Regions from separate parts of the Oryctolagus cuniculus genome. Here region 2 is linked to region 1. Evidence: chromatin contacts called from public Micro-C data. All regions are on one chromosome and are shown on one strand. Each heading gives the region's core, a stretch centred on a gene start, on an enhancer-like site or on the middle of the called end of the contact. The rest is flanking DNA. Distances are from core to core; before and after follow the strand shown. Region 1 has its middle 94 kb from the start of SLC25A26. Region 2 holds the start of MAGI1 (membrane associated guanylate kinase, WW and PDZ domain containing 1).

Region 1 (5,746 bases), core at 916-3,415:
CTGCCTCCCAGGCCACATGTTAGTGGGAAGCTGGATCAGAAGCAGAGGACCAGGACTTGAACCAGGCACTCTGATATGGGATGGACATATTCCAAGGGATGTCTTGGCCACTGTGCCAAATGCCTGCTCTCATAGTTTCTTCATAATATGAATTTTCTGTGAATTTTTTGAAGTTGTTGTACAATAAGACTTTGCTCTCTCAGAGGAGAAAATGGGAAATGTAAACCTGGCAGCATTGAGCAGTACCAGTGGAGAAATAAAAGGTGGGTACCTGTAATACTGTTTTTGCTTTCGAAGAACACTTGCGAGCTCAGCCTGCTATAAATGTAACTGGGAAATGAAAATACCTGCAGGGGAACAGACTTGAGAGAACATTCTCGAGTGTTTCCACAGGGGCCATCCTGTGCGTCACCTGACCTCAGTGGAAGGGTCTCACAAATACACCTTTCTCAGCTGCTTTGGCTGAAGAACCAGCCACCCCCTTTCTGCTTCTTGGCATCACGTCCCCTTCTTCACTAACAGTATGTAGACTTTCCTTTGTGGAGCCATTCTCCTGACACAGCTCTTTTGCAGGTGCCATCTCCATTGCCCCGCCCCACCCCCCAGCACTGCAACCCACAGGACAGGTTCTTGACTCTACACAGAACCTGTGGTTCCAAAAAACCCACACATCTTGGTTAGTCATTTGGCTCAGAGTTATGACACCACTCGGGACACCTGCATCCATCACTGGAGGACCTGGGTGCGAGTCCCCACCTTGCTTCTGATTCAGCTTCCAGCTACTGTGCATTAGGGAAGGGAGCAGGTGGTGGCTCAAGTAACTTAGTCCCTGCCATCGATGTGGGAGATCTGGATGGGATTCTGGGCTGCCAGCTTTGGCCTGGCACAGATTTGGTTGTTGTGGGACGAGAACCAGTGGATGGAAGGTTGCTCACTCGTGCTCCCCCACCTCCCCCCCCCCATTCAAGCAAGTAAACAAAACTTAAAAAGAAAGGAGAGGGAGGGAGAGAGGCAAGAAGGAATAGAGTACACCTGATCACCCTCCCAGAGTATCTAGAACCACATCTCCCTAAAGCTCAGAACTTCTCAGTTACATGAGCTAATCAGCTAATGAATTAATCACCTTTCTGAGTGTACTTAAACGGATTTAATATTTTTTGCTCCTTTGCAACTGCATGAGAAGGATCAACAGCAACATCTCTGAGGTTAAGCTCAGGGCCATAAATCCTTAAGCTCCTTTAGTATTTGTCCTCGCATCACTCAGCAATGCCCTTATCCTCTCATCTGTCTGCATTACTGCCTGCAGTAATTTGCCTGACCCACAGCTTGGTGTCAAAGAAGTAACCCAAGTAGAGTAAATAAATGGCACGAGGAGTACATGAACGCTCCTGACCCTCTAACGTCCAGTCTTAAGTAGGTTATGCATGTGTAACGCTGCAGCCCACCATCTGCACTGCTTATTTAAGTTCTGTAATGAAATGGCCAGAGCCCTCATTGTTTATTTATGGGACTCAGGCAGCCTCCCTCCAAACCTTAATTCAATCTTCAGCCACTGTTTGGGAGGCAAGGATTTCTGGCGACGGCAGAAGAGATGTTTGCTGCTTCAGATGGTGCTATTAAAAGAAAATCATTCCCAAAGAAATTCTTCTCTCCTGATGGGGGCCGGGGTGGGGGTGGGGGAACTAAATCATAAATTATGGAAAAGGAAATGGCAAATGTGAGTTGCTTTCTCTTTATTGGGGTTGTTGTTTTCTCACAACTGTCAAGCAGAGTGCGCACCTATTTTGAAAAGCTTTTTACAGCTTTGAATTAAGCACAAATGGGGAAATAAGAGGCTGTATAATTAGAGAAGCCCATGGAAGTCTGTTTTACAAAGCCAAGGCAAGTTTCACCATTTCGCTTTTGTTCACAAATGGCACCAGCAAACGGTGGGGCTCTGGGGTGGGGTGGGGTGGCACAGGTGAGACAGGAGAGGAAAATTGCAACAAGACACAGTTAAGACACAAGCTCACCCTCGGTCTGGCAGAGAATGCCAAGAGTCTTGCAAAAGCAAGCTGAGACGTCCAGTATTTCACTCCCCTGGGGCAGGGGAGGAGGGTAGGCGGCACAGGCAAGGCTTCCAATCTGTTTCAACTCAATAAGCACAGCCTGTCAACCCACCAATGTGGATGTACAGTTTGATCTTAGAGAAATCACAGAAACGGTGACTCTATCTCACGCGATTTCAATGGACTCAGGTCTGTTCAGGTTATTGGTGCGTGAGTGTTCTCCGCAGTGCCAGCAGAGGGAGCCCAAGATTAATGGGTGGGTTCCAAGGAACCCAGTTCCATTATCAGGGATCTGCCCATCTGGTTCATGACCGTGAACCTCTCTGTCCCAAGCCTCCTCTCTGTCCCCTTCTGTCCAGCTCCCTCTCTTTCCCTACGCTGACCGCCCAGCATTCTTGCCCAGCTCACTCCCAAGGCACAAGGCACACGTGAGTATATACCCTCCCACTCAGAACGGGCATTTGGAAATATTTTAATTGACGACTTCACACCTTGATTTTCCCTTGGCAGATCCCATAATCAGTGACAGGGAAGGAGGGACTCCTTGTGGGTAAAACACTGAAATCCACGAGAATAGGAGAATTTTGTCAGCCAAGTAAAAACGCTTATGATTGATTGTTAAATGAAAATAACAGATTGCAAATGTTTATACAGTAGGATCTCAAGTGTTTAAAAAATTTTATTAATTGAGAGATGAAGAAACAGAGAGAGACACCCAGAGGGAAAGAGAGAGAGTTCACTCCCGTCTACCGGTTCACTCCCCAAATACATGCCACAGTTAGCAGCTGGGGACTCAATCCAGGGTTCCCATACGGGTGGCAGGAGCCCCATGCCTAGAGCTATTATCATCTGCTTCCTCCCAGGGTGCGAGAGTTAGGAGCCAGAGCACTGCCCTGAACCCAGATACTCCCATGTAGGATGCACATCTTAACCAGCACTTTAACAACCAGGCTACATTTCTGCTCCAGGATTTTTTTAAATCATAGAGAAATAAGAATAGACATATTTTCAAATCACGAGTGATTGCTCCAGAGTGTGATGTGTAAAAAGGGGTCTCAGACGTGAAGGATGATATTTTTTATTGCTTCCTTATGTGCATGAACTTCAAGTATTCTGGCATCAAAATAAACTAATCTTTTAATCAAATTTTCCACAAACTTTGGGAAATACCCATATATTTCTCTACTCCAAATATATATACTGAACATACTCAATATATATAATGTAAATATTGGGGATATATAGCTTTGATCATTGTAGGGAAAAATGAAAGGCTATAAATGTATATATTTTATGGGATCACATGCAATATTTACTTTTCAAACTTTTCTGTATATGTTTTATTTGTTTGAAAAGCAGAGAACAGAGACAGATGAGAGAGAGCAAGCAAGCTTGCATCACTGATTCACTCCCCAGTTGTGCACAACAATCAGAACTGTGCCAGGCTGAAGCCAGGAGCTTGAAATTCAATCCAGTTCTCCCAAATGAGTGGCAAGGACTCAAATACTTGTGCTATCACCTGTCACCTCCCAGTACACATTGGTAGGAGGCTGGAATGGGAAGCAGAACCAGTGTTACGGGATGACAAAGGTGATCTCAGTTGAAGAATATCCATGTGGATAGTGACCAAAGCAAGATTTTAAGTGAGAAACCTCTTGCTACAGCAGTCAGGAGTGGGGCTCTAAGGGAAGAACTGCTCTGGGAAGCCTGGCTATTTTTATGTACAAAAGTGGGAACTTAGATTTAATCAATCAGTGGAGAGGCAGAATAGCAGCTAATAACCAAAGAGAGGGCTGGATTAACAACCAATCAGGCCGGCGCCGCTGTAGCTCAATAGGCTAATCCTCCGCCTAGCGGCGCCGGCACACCGGGTTCTAGTCCCATTCGGGGTGCCCGATTCTGTCCCGGTTGCTCCTCTTCCAGGCCAGCTCTCTGCTGTGGCCCAGCAGTGCAGTGGAGGATGGCCCAAGTGCTTGGGCCCTGCACCCACATGGGAGACCTGGAGAAGCACCTGGCTCCTGGATTCGGATCAGTGTGGTGCGCCAGCCGCAGCGGCCATTGAGGGGTGAACCAACGGAAAAGGAAGACCTTTCTCTCTCTCTCTCTCTCTCTCTCTCTCACTGTCCACTCTGCCTGTCAAAAAATTAAAAAAAAAAAAAATCAGAGGAGTGGGATTGGTAATCCTGTCTATCCTGCTATCAGGATAAAAAGCCCTCACTCTCCCAGAGAGGTGGGGGAGTGAGGGCTTTTTTTTTTTTTTTTTTTTTTTTTAAGAATTGTTTATTTATATTTATTGGAAAGGCAGAGAGACAAAGAGGAGACAGATCTTCCATCTGCTGGTTCTGTTACAGGTGAAGCATTGGCGAAGAGATTGTTATTACCCCGGTTGTCTCTCTCACATGGAAGAAGAGTTTCTAAGTGGGCAAGCAGAGAGATGGAAAAGCGAGAGTTATTAGAGTCAGAGACCTCCAGCCAGGTGGCATGGAGCGGGCTTCCAAGTGAGGAAAAACCTGAAGGGCCCCAAAGCACTGGGGATTTTTAGCACAATTTTGGGGAAAAAAAAAAAAACTTGACAATCACATTGACATTCAGTTACAAGACAGAGACAAAACCCATCTAAAGACCTGATTTTGCAATCCTTTATCCTGTATGGCTTGCTCGGAGATAAAACAAAAGAGCCAACACAAGGGTGCGGCACCTAATGGGTGAGGGTTCTAATCCATTGAGGTTGGGCCTGAGAGGTGCATGCTTAGCTAGAGTCCAAGTTCTGGGTTGGTCTGCAATGACAGGGGCCCTCTTTCGATTGGTCATCAATAACATGATCGGGAGGGAATTTTGACAATGGTACAAGGGGCCTCCAGTCAATGTAGGGACTATGTGCAGGTGCCTGTTACTGTTTGCTTGGGGCGGGAGTTCCTGGGGGGAAAAGCCCTCAAGACAAGAATGACCATCAAGACATGATGTACAGAGCAGATAAAGGATCTCCTTAGTCACGTGATTAGGGAGCCTGTAGGGCCAGCTGCACCACTGCCTCAAGTCAGTGAGCCAGGCTGAATAAGAGGCTCATTTGCAATCACAACAGCAGGACAAATAAACTGGTCCCTAAGGAGGCAGGCTGCCCTGAAAGCACTGTGCAGGGGCACACTGGTGATGAGGTTTCAGCATATAAATGCTAAGGAGGCACATTCAAACCATAGGCCCAGTGGTAGGGAGCCGCACCCTCAGTTATACACACACGTAAGTGACCAGGGGCCACTTAACTATTACACAACTGATTATTTGAGAGGCAGAGTTACAGAGAGAGAGGGAGAGACAGAGAGAAAGGTCGTCCATCCGCTAGTTCACTCACCAAATGGCCGCAACAGACACAGCTGGCCACAGCAGGGAGATGGATAGGAAGAGGGGCAGCCAGGACTTGAACCAGAGCCCATATGGGATGGTGGCACTGCAGGCAGAGGCTTAACCCACTACACCACGGTGCTGGCCCCTACACTTTGACTTTCAAGACATTTCCCTTTCCCCAATTTTGAGCCATCTGAGAGTCATGATTTTTTTTTTTTTTTTAAATTTTTTTTTTTTTGACAGGCAGAGTGGACAGTGAGATAGACAGAGAGAAAGGTCTTCCTTTGCCGTTGGTTCACCCTCCAATGGCCGCCATGGCTGGCACACCGCACTGATCCGATGGCAGGAGCCAGGTG
Region 2 (6,425 bases), core at 650-3,149, 110 kb after region 1:
TTTGAAGTCCCTGCTAATTTTCATCCATCAGGATTGAGATAGATTGTTTCCAAAACTGAGGCTGAGATGAAGTTCCTCTGACCAAGAAGGGTCATGGAAAATACAAGGCAATGGCATTTTCAGATCTGGATATCCCAAGAGAGAAGCATTTTTAGTTTAAAAAATTATTTGAGAGAGTGAGGGAGAGAGAGCTCCAATTGGCGACTGGTTCACTTGGGCCTGGGAAGCCAGGAAGCTGGTGCAGAGACCCAAGTACTTGAGCCATTACCTACAGCCTACCAGGGTGCACATTAGCAGGAATCTGGAAGCAGAATTGGAAACGGAGTTGGGGCCCCATGCAGGCACAGTGATAGGGATGTTGGAGACCCAAGCCAGGTGTCAAAACGCTGTACCAACAGCTCATCTCATTTTTATTAGCTCAGCATCCTACAAATCGTGCTTAAAAGTACATCGAAATGTATTCTCCTAGTTCTCAAATTGTAGAAAGTAAAGGATGAATTATCATCACCACTTAATCCAAAATCCCAAATGATTTCCTACTTCTTTTTCGAAACACTAATACTGCGGCTCCCAATCCTGTTAAAGTTTTATTCAACGCCACTTCATTAGCATTCACTCTACAGGCGTTCTCCATGGAATTCTCCCAAGACCGCGGTGACGTACTGTTACACGGACCCCTTTAACTGTGCAGAAGTGTAGACCCTGAGAGGTCGCGGGGTACCCGCTAAAGGTCACACCTAGGTGCGCCAGGGGGAACCTCAACCCAGAGCCCAGCTGTCCACCTTCACCGTTGCAGCAGCCCATCCGAGTCGCTTCAAAAGTCATCTCCCTTCTTTCTTGGACTCTTTTCTGTGACCAAAGATGAGCAAACATCTTATAAATCAGCGAGGAAAAAATTAGTTGCTGGGAAGACACCTCGCAGCCCGGAGTGGGGCGCATTTGGCCAGGGCCACTTCCAGGCTCCGGCACAGGACTCCCCGGGACTGACGGCCTCTCTACCCAGCGCGGTGCGGCTGCGACCCCGGGGCTGCGGGTTCCGAGCTGTTCCCCGAGCCCTGAGCCCTGAGCGCCGGTGCACCTTATCGCCGCCCCGTGAGCTGCTCTAGGGTTGTCCGTCGCGCTGGTCTTAGGTTGAAGATCATCCACGCTTTCTGGCTGCCCTCTCCTCATCTATAGTTTTTTCTGCGTCCCAAAAAGTTGGCCCCCAAGTTTTAACTTTACGCGCGCGCATGTGTTTTGGAGCAGGGGGACGCGTGACCCGCAACGGGATGTCTGTTATGGGCCCGGGGGAATGCAATGTCCAGGAGCTCCCCTGGGACACAGGGACACCGGCAGGACGCCGCGGGCGCAGGGCAGGCGGGCAGCAGACGCGCGCCTGGGGACAGGTCCTGGAGGTTCCAGGAGGCAAGGCGGCAAGGTGGCCGCGGGCAGGCCAGCTGCGTGACCGACAGCTTGGCCAGCCACTGGCCGAGGGCGGCTCAGGCCGGGCGAGGGCGGGCGTGCGAGCCTCCCCAACCCCGACCTGTTTGCGATGGCTTTAAAATGCCCAAGTTCTTGAAGTTGCAGACAGTGGGAATGAAACCTGTGCGAGGCCCTTAAGCTCCCAAAGGGACCTGTGGCGTCGGGAGCTTTGGAAGAAAAGAAAAAGAGGAACGCGACGGCGCACTCGGGATAGGGCAGCCCGCGGGGTCGGCTTTAGGACCCAGCGGGCGGCACGCTGGAATCGCTGCCTCTGGGGAGGAGGGGTGGGGCGTCCGGGCCGGCAGGCGGCCGCGGGGCGCATGCGCGCGCGTCTCCCCTGGCCGGCCGCTGCGCTCCGCGGCGCGGAATAGAATGAACTGTAACAAAACAAGCCGAGCCTTTGTATCTGCTTAAAGGGGCCGCGGGCACTTCCCTCCGGTCGCCTCCACCCCCGCCCCGCAACCGCGTCTCCCGGGCTCCCAGCAACTGGCTGGAAGGGCTTCCCTCGTCTTCAGGAACAGCCCGCCCGCCGGCGAGGAGAGGCGAGCCAGGCGGGAGGCAGAGAGAGGACACAGCACATTTCCAAAAGGCAAGAAAGAAAGGAAGGAAGCAAGGGGGAGAGAAAAAAAAAAAAAAAAAAGCCAAGCGGCGCAGAGTGGACTCTGACCCGGGAGCGCACGGGCGGGCGTCGGAACGTGCTCCCGGGAGGCACCGGCATGCAAACAAAGCTGGCGGGCGCGCGTGCGGGGCTCGCGAGGAAGCCCGGAAAGTTTGTTGGGTGATGGCTTGAGCGCGCGAGCGCTTGCGGGGAGCGAGCCTGCTAAGTTTCCCGCTCCCGTGTGGCTCTTTGGGGGGACAGATGTGCCTCCCGTGAAAGCCCGCGCACCCCTGGAGGCTTCGGCCGTGCTGGTGGGGGGCGCACCTGTCTTCGGGTTTACTTCTCATTATTATTATTTTTTTCCTTGGGGGGGTGGGGTGGGGGAGGAGGGTCGTAACGCATCATGTCGAAAGTGATTCAGAAGAAGAACCACTGGACGAGCCGGGTTCACGAGTGCACCGTGAGACGTGGACCCCAGGGCGAGCTGGGGGTGACGGTGCTGGGGGGCGCCGAGAACGGGGAGTTTCCGTACGTGGGAGCGGCGGCGGCCGAGGCGGCGGGGCTGCCCGGCGGCGGCGAGGGCCCGAGGCTGGGCGAAGGCGAGCTGCTTTTGGAGGTGCAGGGGGTCCGGGTGTCCGGCTTGCCCCGCTATGACGTGCTCGGAGTTCTCGACAGCTGTAAGGAGGCCGTCACCTTCAAGGCCGTCAGACCAGGTAAGACGGGGCGCGCCCTTGGCTGGGGGCGCCCCCTGCCCCCTACCCCTTGGCTTTCCCGCCTTTCTCTTCCCGAGCGCCGCCGAGGGGGAGCAGTCGAGGCCGCACGCCCTGTGAGGGTGAAAAGTTGTGGCGACGGTGCGGGTTGTTGGCCCACCTGCGTTGGGAAGGGGGCGCTGGGTCTGCGCAGGGCAGCGGGGAGACGTTGCCCCAGCCCGGGCTTGCGGAGCTGTTACCCAGCGCCCAGGAGCGGCGAAGCCTCCCCGCCTCTGCCCCCACGCCGGACTGAAGGTGGGCGCTCCCCGGGCCCTCCGGGGCTTCCATGCAGAGCGCGCCGCTGCCCGCGGGCGTTTGCCAACACTCAGTGTCCAGACCTGGCGAGTGGGTCTGCCGGCCAGGGTTATGGTTATGGTTATGGTTATGGTTATGTTGGATCTCCCATGGGAATGTGGGCCTCCCTTCGCCAGAAACTCCAGGTGGGCGGGCGGTGAGCGCCCTGCGGTCCCTAGGCTGGCCGCCTTGGAAGCTGCATTCACCACCTCTCCGCTGATGACGCGTGCTGTCTCCACGGTGTGGCCGCACCACAGGCTTGGGCTGCCGTGGGGGAGGGACGCTGCGCCCTGAGCTCCGGTCCAGTCTGTGTTTACCCTGCTGCCAAGTCCGCCGAGGGCACTACGGATGACAGGAGTGCGGGGCTGCTCTACGTGTGTAGCTTACTCCCTGTCCGGCTCCGGGTGCAATGCTTGACCTGCAGTGTCCCACTCTGATTCACAGTTCTGAGTTGCTCCTATAAAGCTCATACTGCAGATAAGGAAACCGGCACTGATACTGGTTAAGTGACTTGTCCAGGGTGACGCAGGGACCAGAAGGGAGGGTTTGAAGCTCACTGCAGAACCAGAAGACTGAGGACCAAGGAGTTTGGGGAGAGGTGATTGGTGAGGGAGGGGTAGGAAGCACATTCCCCCACCCCACAGCAAGTGTGTACAGTGGGCTGCTGTTGGTGGTAGGGCCCTTCCCTGTCCCTGAATGTGCCCAACACAGGTGACTGGGGCCCTTTGAAGGGTGCCTGGAGCCATCAAGTGCCGTGACTGCAGAGTCTCCCCAGGAAGGCACGGAAGGAGGTGGTGGGGCTGAACGTGGTGAAAAGTTCCCATATGTTTCCATAAGGACAGGCGGCAGCTGGAGGAATGTGTCACAGGAAAGGAGCCTGGGCTGGGCTGGGCTGGGCTGGTCCCCTCTTGGAAACAGACTTGTTCCAGATGAAATGGGGGAGGGGGCAGGGGAAACAGCTTGGCCTTTTGGTCGCTTTGAGAGCCGAGAGGCTGTCACTCAGCCTTGGAAAGCTCTTTCCGTTGGTATCCTCAGCCTCCGCTTGAATGCTTCCTCCAGGAAGCCCTCCAGCATCCTGCCAGGATGAACAAATTCTTCATCCTCTGAATTCCCTTAATGTGTGCCTTGTGCTTTTTTTTTTTTTTTTTTTAAACTTAACCCTGAACTGGGAGTTAGGTCCTTATTTCTTCATTTCCACAGAAGCAGGCAGAGAATGTGCCCCATTCATTGCACGCTGCCCCGGGCTTTGAGGTCCTACAGCATGCCTCTCCTGCCAGGGAGTCCTTAGCTGTAAACTGGCTTCCCTATCTGTGTTATGCAAGCTTAATATGTGCCAAGTGTGCAGAATAGTGCCCGTACCTAGTAAGTGCTCAGTAAAAATTAGCTGCCATTGCTATGTCTGGGTGACATTTGAGCACTTATTTATTTCTGAGGCTTAGCTTTTAGTGTCAGGAGCGATGATTTTGACTTGCTAGCGCTACAGAGAAAATACTGGATCATGGGATTTGACGGGTGCTACTGCAGGTCAGGTGGTTTGGGAGAAAAAGGGAGGAGGGAAGGCGGTCGGGGTTGGGGGACCTGCTCATCTCCTGAGGTTGCCTAATGGGCCTTGAGTGGAAGTTTGCTTGCAGCGTGCAAGGTTCCGTGCATGGCTGAATCTCCTACCAGTGATCAAAGAGCTGGGGGCTACTGTCTCAGGGCTGCCTCCTCCATGGTGCTTGAAAGAGTTGGTGAGTTAACCACGTGGGTTTGGATCCCGATGCCTCTGGTTTGGAAGGACTCTGTGGTGTCTCCAGGGTTAATTCCCTTCACCCAAGACCATTTTTTTTTTTTTTAAAGAATTTTTTTAGTTTGAAGGTTACAGAGAGAGAGAGGGAAAGAGCGAGAGATCTGCTAGGTCTTTCCCTAGATGGTCACAATGGTCAGGGCTGGGCAAAACCAAATTCAGGAGCCAGGAGCTTCTTTTGTATCTCCCCTGCCAAATGTGTGGCAGGGACCAAGCGCTTGGGCCATCCTCCACTGCTTTCCCAGATACATCAGTGGGGAGCCAGATTGGAAATGGAGCAGCCGGGACTTGAACTGGTAACTGGTGGCTTAACCCAGTAGGTTAAGGCCTTAGGCCCCACCCAGGACTATTCAGTGGGCACAGGAATGTTCATACCAGGCACAGGTGTGTGTGTGTGTGTGTGTGTGTGTGTATGTGTGTGTGTGTGAGAGAGAGAGAGAGGGAGAGAGAGAGACACTGAGACTCTACTTGGAATGGAATAGGAAGGAGGACGATTTGGAAAGTTGAGTGGCCTGGGATCCACTGCACTATGAAAGCAATTTCATGTAGTAACCACGCAGGTGCACTTAGCTCTTCTGATGTAAAGATGGCCTAAGCCGTTTCACCCAGCTTTTCTGCTTCCTTCTTTCTGACTGGAAATATGATTTAAGTTACAGGGCAGAATTGCTCTTGCTGTGTCTCTATCGTGTCTTAATCATATTAGGCCGGCTCTTACTTGATGTGTGGAAAAGAAGAGTGTTACCCCTGTGTTGTCTGCACCCGAGCTAGCCGATCACAGGGACACAGCTCTCTCTGGGGACTGTATGGAAAGGTCTTGTGGGAGTACACTGTGCTGTTTCTATTTCCTTTCTCTGGAAAGATGCATGGACCAAAATAGTCTGTAGCAAATGGTATTATATGAAGCAGGATTGCATTGTGAAGGAGTCAAACTAAATGGATCTATTGGATTGAGGTGTTTATTTTATTTTTAAAAGGTTGTGTTTATTTGAAAGACAATGACAGAGGGAAGGAGGAAAGAAAGAGAGAGGGAGAAAGAGAAAGAGAGAGAGAGAGAGAAATATCCCTCTTTCATGTGCTGGTTTACTCCACAGATGCCTGCCATAGCCAAGGCTGGACCAAGCTGAAGCCTGCCAGGAACTCTTCCACATCTCCCATGTGGATGGCAGGAGCCCAGGGACTTGGGCCATCTTCTGCTGACTCCCAGGCACATTAGCAGGAAACTGAATAGGAAGTATGTAGTAGCCAGGACTTGAACCGGGCACTCCCTTATGGGCTGCCAGCCTTCCAAGCCTGTTAACCCCTTGTGCCACAGTGCCCACCACCAGAGTTGGTTCATTTTAAATGGAGAAGATGGTTGTCCTATGTTATAAAATGACTTAAAAATCATATATATATCCACAGAGACATATATTGCATAATGATGTTTTGGTCAACAGTGGAGCACGTAGTGGATGGTATTCCTGTAAGATTTTGGCACCTACAGATGTTGGAGCTGTCCTCATTTGTACAGCTGCACTCTGATGCTTCCACAGTGCCA

The links. A called contact is a pair of places that touch in the nucleus more often than the background predicts.
Region 2: a contact with region 1 is called in a Micro-C map of ear pinna, with 11 times the contacts expected there. The contact joins the promoter of MAGI1 here to the enhancer-like site in region 1. A contact is called at or near these places in 3 of 6 Hi-C or Micro-C datasets (ear pinna, liver and an unstated tissue).

What each region holds. Positions count from the first base shown.
Region 1 is chr10:83,434,941-83,440,686 of mOryCun1.1, forward strand. No RefSeq gene overlaps it. Among named protein-coding and RNA genes, the nearest start is that of SLC25A26, 94 kb to the left of the region's middle. Within about 2 kb of position 2,166, at least 1 of the 8 cell types and tissues checked has an H3K27ac peak or open chromatin away from gene starts, as enhancers often do.
Region 2 is chr10:83,542,142-83,548,566 of mOryCun1.1, forward strand. It overlaps MAGI1 (membrane associated guanylate kinase, WW and PDZ domain containing 1), which reads left to right and starts at 1,900. Exons shown (of 23, transcript XM_070050626.1): 1 at 1,900-2,772. The coding sequence starts at 2,463.